Linked DNA regions of Gossypium hirsutum: all the other regions are linked to region 1. The links are chromatin contacts, called in public Hi-C maps. All regions are on one chromosome and are shown on one strand. Each heading gives the region's core, a stretch centred on a gene start, on an enhancer-like site or on the middle of the called end of the contact. The rest is flanking DNA. Distances are from core to core; before and after follow the strand shown. Region 1 holds the start of LOC107930106. Region 2 holds the start of LOC107930097. Region 3 has its middle 18 kb from the start of LOC107930123.

Region 1 (3,612 bases), core at 519-3,018:
ATAGAACAGAATTCACGTCATGACGTCGTGAATGCTCGTGGTGACGAGAAGTGGAATTTAGGCCTCATTGTGACAAGGAATTCTATCTTCGCAATGAGGCCAAGTCAGTTTATCACGTCGTGACGAAGGAACCCCTTACGTCACGATGTCGTTCTAAACTTTTGAAAGTGTTGCAGTTTGGTCATTGTTCATTTTCGGGTCAACTTTAGAGTTCACATAAGCTCATATAAGACTCAAGAAAGGTTTCAAATTGTATTGAACGATTGATATGACTAAAGTTACTAAATTTTTTACATAAGTTGTCTATTAAATATCTGTAACTATTCTAGTTTGTATTGTAGCATTCCATAGCTTAGTCTCGGTGACAAGGACAAGCAGGGGTTGTTAAAAAAACAATTTAATAAACTACTATGAAACAACATAATCTTACTTATTTCATGAAACCTACTATTAAACTTACAAAGTATTTAGCTAATTTCATTATTTATTTCTGTTAGTTGGTCATATAATTTTTTACATTGTCATTTTCATGTCATATATTATTTTTATCATTTACAGATTATTAAACTAAATTCATTATTCTTTTCTTTCATATAATTATACAATTTCTTACATTTTCACTTACTTTAAGGCTTATCATATCATATAACTTTTCATTTATGTATCACATGTTACTTATATATTTTACTGATCATGATTATAATTAGAATATCGATAACATAACTTCCACAATCTTAGGCCAAAATAGAACTCTCGGCCTTTAACGGAACTCTAATAACAGAACTCTATTAACCAACTTGTGCACCATGTTCCGAAAAACATAAACATGAACATATCGTAAACAAAATTCCAATATCTCTTTCACCCATCATAACCCCTATTTCACCAACTCTATCCCAAACTAAACCCATAAGCCCTCGTCACAACATAATCATATAATGTATCAGTTCATTTATTCATTTTAATTTCTTGACATTTAGCTTCACATATACTAACTTTTTTAATTTCCTTTCAATGCATGTATTTGTAAACATTTCATTTTAATTTCGTATGTACGTTCTTTTCTCTCTTACATTACTATCTTACTTTTATTTACATTTTCATCATTAAATTTAGGGTAAATTACAAAAATAATCACTTGTGTTTGCCTTAGATTACATTTTAGTCACTTACGTTGTTGTTTTGTTAAGAAGTTGTCACTCTACTGTTAATCTCCATTACCTCCCTAACGAAAGTCCTATATGGCAATTCAAATAGGTTTTAAATGCCAACTCGGATGTTCAGTTGGTGGAATGAAAATAAATTTTTAATTAAATAAATTTAATTTGGATTGCCACATAAGATATACAAGTTAGCATTTAAAACTCATTTGGACTACCACGTAGGACTGCCGTTAAGGAGGTAACGGAGATTAACGGTAGAATGACCACTTCGTAACAAATCGATAACGTAAGTGACCAAAACGTAACATTTTAAATATAAATAACTAAAATATAATCTGAAGCAAACAAAAGTGACAATTTTTATGATTTACTCTTTAGTATACATATTCAAATACCAAAATATGCTTATTCCATGAAGATTATTCACATTCATTTGGCACAAGACCATGGAGAGATGCTTCCTTCTAGGTTGCTAATGTTAGTTTCCATGACTCCTTCGAGTTTCTTTTTTTTTTTACTAAAAAAATATAGAATTAAATTGTTGCGTGAGGAATCAAATAGCTTAATATTAAAATTGAGAGGGAGCTTTTACCTTTCAAAAATTGTAACTGAAAATGATTTTTTTTTTTTAACTGTGATTCGATAGCATAGTATCCTAAAATAAATAACTAGCACGGAGCATAAGATACGGAACACCGAGTTTAGGGGAAGAAGAAAATAGGGTTCACTGAAATGGCATTAGCAGCATCCCTTAGCTCTTCTTCTTGTATCTGCTTCCACACCCAACTCCCCTATTCCAACTCAAACAGATACAAAACCTCCTCCGTCAACTTACCTCTTCGCCTTAATCTCCATGACAACGCCCCAAGTTCCAACAAAAACTCATTGCTTCTTAGTATTTCTGCCTCAACATTTGTGTTTGTGGGTTTGGGTCTTTGCATTTGCTCCTCCGCTTCCGCCTTTACTCCACTGCCCCGTCACTTCCAAAAAGGTCTTTCTTTCTTTTAATTAATTAATTAATTTTCGAACTGTTCACTCACTGTCATCTTCTTCACTAAATGAACCAGTGGACAGCAGTTCAACAGCAACACTACAAGAAGAAGATGATGAGAAATCGGACGCAGCTTTTGAGATTTGGAAATCTAAATCTTATGCTCTCACGGTTCCTCTTTCCATGGTTGCTCTTCAGGGCTCCATACCTCCCTCTTGGTCCAAGGATTTCATCTCCTCTCAATCCAGGCGGTTAAAGCTCCAAACCAAATTCCGCCCAACTCTTGAAGATATATTCACTCAGTTATGCCTGCCCTTTACCCAAGCCAAAGCCAAAGTAAATATTGGGCCTGCATCTCCAGCTGCTGCTGATATTCTCACCCTAGGTGACTCTTGGCTCCCTTTAGCTATTAAAAAAGCCGTTATTGAACCCATTACTGCTGCTGAACACCAGGATTGGTTTAAGGATTTAAGTCGCAAATGGAAGGTAACTTAAACTGCTTCATTATTAATATTTGCTCTAATTCAATTCAAAACAAACACCCAAACATTACCCAACTCCCGAAATTGTCTCAGGTTTATCTACGCAGGAACCTCAATGGAGATATTGATCCACAAGGTCAGATATGGGCTGCACCCTATCGATGGGGTACCATGGTCATAGCATACAAGAAAACCAAATTTCAAAAGAAAAACTTGCCTCCTATGCAGGTAACGTTAGTCTATCTGTAAAATAAAATCAGTATGACTTTAGCTCCAATATGATTCTTATTCATGTAGTATGGATGACAATTGTCAATTTCATGCCAAGCCAATACGTGCACACGTTCTCTCCTCTCACTTATAAAGGGTCTATTTTATTCTTTTAGAATTGTTCATAGTTTCATCTCTTTTCCCCATATATGGTCTGAAATTTGGTAGTAATGACATTCAAGACACTGAAGAATGCTTAGTTTCTTTTTGAACCTGCCTTTTTACTATTCTAGCATAAAGGTTAATCTAGTTCTGTTTGGCCTGTGGAGAAACATTAGGCACTTTACTCTCTATTAAAACGTTTATAGCTTGTCTATTTTCTTCTTTGATTCATTGATTTATGCAGTATTTTCTCATAATGACATTGATTTTCTCATCATGGCATGAGCTAGATGAATTTTTTGAAGTTCTGTAAGAATTGCAGAATTTATTCCCATCTTGAAATACAGTACAGAAAGAAATTCGCACCAGTCAGTTGTAATGACTGCAGAAAAAAATGGTTTTTGAATCTCTTAAATGCAATTTTCCTTCCCTCCTTTATATAGTCATTCTTCTGCTTGGAGCCTTGGACTGCTAAAACATGGGCTTTACAATAAACTGAAACCTTGCACCAATCCTTTTTTTTTTTTTACATGTTTTTCAGGGTAGCTTCAACTCATGAACAAATCATCAAGCATCAACATTTATTTATCTTATATCAGTATTT
Region 2 (3,612 bases), core at 279-2,778, 430 kb before region 1:
CTGCAGCATCGATTAATGAAAATGTTTTGCTTGAAATACCTCTTCCATCCATTATTAGGGATGCTCTTCCCAAGGTGAGCAAGCTCACTGCCTCCAGGGCATTGGACTTTAAATATTGGACCCTTTAATAGTTTTTATGATGATATGTATTTTAGTACTAAAATGTTACTCTACATGTTTAAAAAGGAAATATAGAAATGGAATCTGGATATTTTAGTTGGAACCAGCTGACGTTAATCTACTTTAAAATCTTATAGTATCTGATAAATTTGAATGATGAGAGTAAATTCCGGGTTAAAGTTTTACAAGATGTTTGTATTGCATTTATGGCAACTCAATCTCTTTCCTTATGTTTACAGTCTGGGAAGGCAAGCCTTGGTGACGACCTGTACAAGGTTTTGACTCTGGAGTCCAGCTCGGTTGATGAAATGTTCATTTCGCTAAATTTAAAGTCTGAAAACAATGCTCTCGAGGTCATTAATAGGTTGGAAGCTGCTGTATTTGCATGGAAAGGGAGACTTACAGAACAAGCTAGTGGTAAATCGCCAGTGCGAAAATCATGGTCTTTTATTAATCCTATATCTGAAATGGATAAGATGGAGCTCCTAGTGGACCGTGCTGAAGCACTTTTACGTCAGATAAAGAGTGCATACCCAAACCTTCCTCAAACATTTCTTGATGCTTCAAAAATTCAATATGGCAAGGTAAGTAGTTGGTGTTTAAAGTGAAGCTTATTTTATTCTGCATTGTATCTTTCACTATTGAATCAATATTATATTGTAGTATATTAATAATGGCGATGAATTACACTTTGAATTGGTGCACAGGATGTTGGACATTCCATTCTGGAAGCATATTCACGAGTCCTAAAGAACTTGGCTTTCAGCATAATGTGCAGGATGGGAGAAATTCTACAAGAAGATAGTTTGTGTAACCCAAATTCAGGGGTGGCAACATGGTGCTTTCCTGGAATAAATGTGGGAAATCCAAGGCACTCTCACTCACTCAGTGATGTTATGAACAAAGTAGAGGGGAAGTACTGCGAATCCGATACGGACGTGGAGTTGTACAGTGATGCAAGTATAAATGCAACACCAAGTACAAGTAGGAGCCGTCGAGTTTGGTGTATTGGGAAAGAGGCATGTAGTAGTATAGGAGTGTCTCCTTGATAATAAAAAAAAATAAACAAGATGATGGAAGTTTGATTTTCAACACTGCTTTTGTATATCATTATTAAGCTTAATTAATTAATAATATCCATAAAAGAATCATATACTTGATAGTATCACCGGTAACTTACATATGGATTCCAAATGTGTCTACTGTTTATATCAACTTATTGGGTCTGTTTAGGCCCAATTAATTCAATATTGGATGGATTGGGCCCGTTTTATATTTTTAATATGGTAATGATTGGAATTTCACCAGTATTGGTCCTAGAAAGAGTAAGTGAACCGGACCTGGTGTGGAGCAGTTGTATTGTTGGTACACTAAAGTCATCCGTGGTCTGAGGCTGTTGCTTGTGGATCCGCAATCCACATGCGCCTGTGCAAAGCAGAGCAGAGATGGGATTTAAAATTAATAATAAAAAGAAAAAGGGAATAAAAACGAAAATAAGCCCCAAGAAGAGGCAGAGGAGGCGGCATTAATCAAAAAAGGCATTTTCACCTCAAAGAAACACTGTTTTCAAGACGTAACCATCGTTGAGATCTGAAGACATGAGTTAGTAATACATCACTTTTAATCACTCCGCCCCCTAAATAATAAGGTTGGAGTGCCTTCCAAGCACAACTTCCAAATGCCAATTACGTCATCGGCGCTGGTTTTCCCTTTTTTTCTTGTTGGGTTCAGGGTGAAACTTAAGTGAAACCACTCAGATGGGATCTGGTGGGAGCAAGGGTTGTTGTAGAGTAGGAGTAGGCGGAAGAGACACTGCACCTGCTGCTTCCTCGTCTAACAGCGGTTGGCGGAGGGGAAGATCCAAGGGTAAGAATAGAGTTTTCCGGTCCTCTTGTCTGGGAGCGTTATCTAGATCTGCTTCTCCTAAACCCCACTTTGATCACCGGAAACAACCTGCGTCGGAATCGGATCTGGTGAAAAGAGAAAGTAACAGAAAGGTTGAAGGCGAAGCGGCATCTAATGATGAAATGCAATTGCCATTGCCAACCCCATGCATATCTTCCGGTGGTAGCACCTCTGGTGCAGCTGTGACAGCTGCTCGTCGCTCTCCTTCTCGCTGCCTCTCCGGCATTAGCTTCCTTCCTGGTAATTTGAGCTTCCGGTTCAGCAGAGCTAATAGTATGCGGTCCTCCGCGGAGATGTTGAACCCTGATGACGATTCTGAGACACTTGAACCTCAACAACCTCCCCGCAATTCTTGTTCTCCGATTATCTTCAATGATTCAGATGGAAGTGGAGAGACTCTCGAAAGCAACGCTCGTTTTAGCAGAGCCTTAAGTGTTGGAAGGCTTCGTGATCGTGTTCTTGGTAGAGCTCCCACATTCTGCCCTTTGCAGCAGGACATACAAATTACTCAGCAGCAATTAGCTACCTCTCCATCCACCACTGCTTCCACTCATGATTCCTCCGTTATTTCCCACGATGAAATTGAAACTTCTCGATCCAGAGAAGCCCGGTATCATGATTTGCTTCACCATAGATCCAATTTCCTTGAAAGGCGGAGAAGAATACGATCTCAGGTTTATAATCTTGTTGCACCCATCGCCTTATTCTCCACGCTTATTAATTTAATTTAATGACTGGTGGTTACTGAACAACGTTGATAGTAACTCTACTTTTTTCATTAACAATTAGAATCAGAACAAATATTTAGGTTTAGGACTGTTCTAATGCTTTATTTCTATATTTATGCCTGCTTCTTCTTTAGGTTTGGCCTGCATGTATTACTTTCTGCTATAGGTTCTTTGAAAGTTATCCATCTGAGCGAATGCAGGTTATTGTCTGTTTAGTTACTGACCTATGAGTTGCTCCAGGTTCGAGCTCTTCAACGGCTAGGAAGCCGTTTTGAGAACTTTTCAGGGCATGAAAGATCCTGCATTTTATCTGGCCAACATAGAAGTGGTCGATGCACATGTCGTGTAAATAATCGAGATTCTAGTTCAAATGATGACACCACTGGTGCTAGGTCTAGTGTATCCAGAATCGTTATGTTAGCTGAGGCTTTATTTGAGGTGATTTTTATTTGTTGTTATTATTTCCTTCTCTGGGTGATTGTCCTTTCTCTTGGAGTAACATTTTACATGTTTGAACTAGGTCCTGGATGAAATTCACCAGCAGTCTATGGTTTTATCTTCGCGACCGTCCGTGTCTCCAATTGGTTCTGTTCCTGCACCTAACGAAGTTGTGGAATCACTTCCTGTGAAAGTGTACAAGTCACCTAAACTTAAGAATGATGAGGCTGTGCAGTAAGTATTTACTTTCCTCTGCTATCCATTAGATGCTAAACCGTTAACTAAGCTGTATTTTCCATTTGATTAACTTTTTTGGCATTACCTTTGACAAATTATTAGTTTTCAAGTGTTTCTGTTATCTGAGTGAATCTAAAATCATGTCGGGGAGATATTATATATTCAGGAAAAGTTAATCAAACAC
Region 3 (3,612 bases), core at 503-3,002, 320 kb before region 1:
GAAGGACTCCTTTCAACATCTTTCCTTTGGACGTGGCGGGATATTAAAAGGGCGGCTCATTTCTTTTTTAGGGTAGCTTTGTTCTATCTAGACAGGCATTCTTAGGATGTTATTTCCTTTGCTATTTCTTCCATATTAATTTCCGATGCTTATATTAGTTCTTGTGATAAATCTCAAAGAGTCATAGGAAAAGGTGTATTGAAAAAAACCTGTTGATTTGAGTATTAGTGATCCTCAAACTTGTTTGATGTGATACAGCTAAAATTTTTTATTAATTGAAACACATGGATCAAATTTATCAATGAAAAGAGAGTATACTAACACAATTTATTAGGTATCAATATAAGTTAAAACCATCTTAACGGTCAATTAAACTATCATAGAATGTGATGTATTGAAGATTACTTCAAATTCGTCAGTAAAAATCTAATTTACCTTGATAAAATTTACACATTCATCCGTATAGGATTTTTTAATTAAGGAAAAAAAAGTATAGTATTCATTATTCAAATGGTATATATAGCTAACTTTACTTTTATTTTTCCTAATCTCTCGTTTTTTTCTCCCATCTCATCTTTCTATTTTCAAACCCTCACTCCTCTCCTCCTCCAATAAACTTTGCGCAATCACTACATGAGAAGTTTCGTGTCCATAATTTGATTCATCTGCCAAGGCAGCCGCAGGTTGAATGGTGGCGAGCCCTAGGCCCGAGCCATGTGAAAATTAATGTTAATGCTGCATGGAATGCTAGCACGCGTACGACCGGACTTGGGTGTATAGCATGAGACGAGGACAATATGGTCTTGGGCAAAATGGCGATGAAAGCTTTTGATAGCTTCGACTCGACATGGGCGGAGGCTCGCATGACAACTTTGAGTCTCGTTTTGATTCACGACGAAAGTTGTTTTTGAATGGATTTTTTTTATAAAATTTTCTCATGTAATATTGGATTTATCTTTGTTTTACTAATTTATTTCAGAGGTAGATTTTGATGTTTCAGATTATTTTTTTACGTGTAGGCCAATTAAATAATATCAACAATATGCTTAGTTGTTTGGGCTTAAATTCTAAAAATGGGGTCTAATTTGGAGTGGGTTATTTCCACGAGCTTCATGATCTTACACTTGCGAATACTATTTGACTTGCTGAACGGAATTATCATTTGAAGCCTTCATTTCAAAAAAAGAAAATAATCATGATATAATCATAGTCTTCTAATTCAACAAACTCAATATCTAACTCGTGACTCACATTTCATCTATTAAAGTCGATTCTAGTAATGATTTCTTTATAACTCAAGAATCTAATGATGATTTTTTAAAAAATATTAATTCATTAATGATAAGTGATAAAAAGTGCATCAAAGAAATTTTTATTAAAAAAAAAAAACTATAACTTAGAGCTCTGACTGAAGAGATTAATTTTATAATTGATGTAACGGATTGGGAGCTAAACCTATCAACTTTTACCTTATTTTTTACTTGACTCTTTCCTTCTATTAGAAGAATCATTGTGAATACATTTCATACTTGTAGTTGGGTTTTGCAACAGGAGGGGCGTTGGTTTAAGATTGATGATACAATTTTTAGCTAAGCCTGAGACATATTATCCTATTAAATCTAAACAAAAATACAGTATATTAAAGGTGGAGTTGGAGGTTATCCCGTTCCATTGGATAAAAGTGGCCCGAAGCTAGTGTTGGGGATTGGGCCTATGGCTGATTTATATTGCAATGGCAAGGAACCTTGCTCTTATTACCGGAACCAAATCATAGTATCAAACCGGGAAACAGAAGCCATTGGCTGAAGTGGGCTGGCTTTTATAACAAATTTGTTTTCAAGGAAGTATAGACAGAAGGAAGGTGATGAGCAGCAGGATCACAAAGGGTTGCTTTATTGCTTTAAGGTCTATTTCCACGTCAGTTTCGTTGAGATTAGAATAATAAGATTCGATAATGTGGTACTGAAATTAAAATTAATAGTGTAATATATATGTTAAATTTAAATATAACAATTACAGTAAGGTAAATTATAATGAAAACGAAAAATGACTAAAAGTATAATTTTTAATATATGTAATTGATTATATATGTTATTATTATATTTATTTACATAGATTAAATAAAAATATTGCATATTATTTGAAATAAATTAACAAAACAATAAATATTATGAAGATATTATAAGTAAAAATGTTCAAATAAACTAGTTATTATAATTAGAAAAGAGAAAATGTATGATCATCAACTCAAGGAAGATAATAGGCATGATTTCTTTTCCAGTAGTGAGCGAAAAGCTAAAAAGTTGGTCAAAATATGCTTCTGATCCTTGAATTTTAACAAAACTTTAGATTTTATTGGTAAAAGCACCGTGGAGGCCCTTGTACTAAGAGTTGGATTGCATTTGCCCTCTCTAATAAAATTAGTAAATTAATCCCTATACATTAGAACAAATACAAAATTGGTCCTTCTAGCTAAATTTCATCCATTTTTACCGTTAAAAACTAGTCCCTGTACATCGACATGAGGTACACATGGCATGCCATTTGTAGTTGTCTAGTTATTCTGTTAGTCATTCCTATTTTTAACAATAGAAATGGAGAAAAATTTTGAAAACCAAGCCAATTTGTGATATTTATAGTAATAAACCAATTACTGAATTTGCACCTATGTTTTCAGCTAGATGGATCCTTATCGTTCCAAGCTTTCAACTAAACAACTTTCTTCACTATTATTGTAGTACGAACAGCTTCGAGTGTGGCCTCGAATGATTTGAATCAAACCCAAAACCAAAAATAGTTCTATTAACTTTTAGTGTGAAAACAAAAATTCTCTTCTCAAATAGAAACAACAAAATTGTTATTCCAGAAAATAAATTTAATACTTTGATAAGAAAACTCTCTATTTTTGGGCAGAGTAATCGTAATAGCCCATTTTTAGAGAAATCGAAACAGTGGTTTTGGGACCACAAATCTGATTCCGAAAAGAAAATTTATTTTAATATTATCTTATGGTCTATAATATGATAATAATGTTGTGTGAAAATTTCGTAAAATTTTTTTATCGATTATGTGCTTAATTGTGAAAAGGACCAAATCGCATCAAATGCAAAAGTTGAATTCTAGTAGCTATAAGAATCAAATAGCTATGGAATTCAAAATTTGAGGTCCTTATATGGAATTAGACCATTAATGAAAAGTTAGTAGATATTTTTGGATGATTTATCCATGGAAAATTAGAAAAAGGCTAAGGACTAAATTGGAAAGTGATAAAACTAAAAGATGATAAATAATTAAATAGAAATGAAAATCATTTTATATCATCTTCTTCCCCAAATATTCCATAGAAACCTTGGGAAAGAGAAAGCAAGCTTTCTTGGCCAAATTAGGTAAGTATTCAAGACTCGTTTTTAGTAATTTGTATATTTTTGAAACTGGGATAGCTTAATCTATCTATTTGGGGGATCAATTTGAAATTTTATCAAAGTATAGAAATTATGTCATGGATGAATATGCTGAAAATTTGAAATTTATGGTAGAATAAGAAAGGTTGTTGATAGATAAATAACTTTTACAAAGTGATTTTTGATGAAAAATTATTTAGGAACTAAAATG

What was found. Hi-C and Micro-C count contacts between places; a contact is called where the count stands out from the background.
Region 2: a Hi-C map of leaf shows a contact between it and region 1, with 1.7 times the contacts expected there. The contact joins the promoter of LOC107930097 here to the promoter of LOC107930106 in region 1. A contact is called at or near these places in 2 of 34 Hi-C or Micro-C datasets (both in leaf).
Region 3: a Hi-C map of leaf shows a contact between it and region 1, with 2.6 times the contacts expected there. The contact joins the enhancer-like site here to the promoter of LOC107930106 in region 1. A contact is called at or near these places in 5 of 34 Hi-C or Micro-C datasets (hypocotyl, leaf and petal).

Annotation. Positions count from the first base shown.
Region 1 is chrA08:108,936,845-108,940,456 of Gossypium_hirsutum_v2.1, reverse strand. LOC107930106 reads left to right here and starts at 1,768. Exons shown (of 6, transcript XM_016861674.2): 1 at 1,768-2,154; 2 at 2,231-2,640; 3 at 2,730-2,864. The coding sequence starts at 1,896.
Region 2 is chrA08:109,364,253-109,367,864 of Gossypium_hirsutum_v2.1, reverse strand. It overlaps LOC107930097, which reads left to right and starts at 1,528. Exons shown (of 5, transcript XM_016861659.2): 1 at 1,528-2,699; 2 at 2,994-3,191; 3 at 3,274-3,425. The coding sequence starts at 1,878. LOC107930096 (rop guanine nucleotide exchange factor 14) reads left to right here. Exons shown (of 8, transcript XM_041074382.1): 6 at 1-74; 7 at 360-704; 8 at 828-1,285. The coding sequence ends at 1,169.
Region 3 is chrA08:109,252,456-109,256,067 of Gossypium_hirsutum_v2.1, reverse strand. No RefSeq gene overlaps it. Among protein-coding and RNA genes, the nearest start is that of LOC107930123, 18 kb to the left of the region's middle. Within about 2 kb of position 1,752, at least 3 of the 9 cell types and tissues checked have an H3K27ac peak or open chromatin away from gene starts, as enhancers often do. A contact at or near this core is called in hypocotyl and leaf, where this site is marked.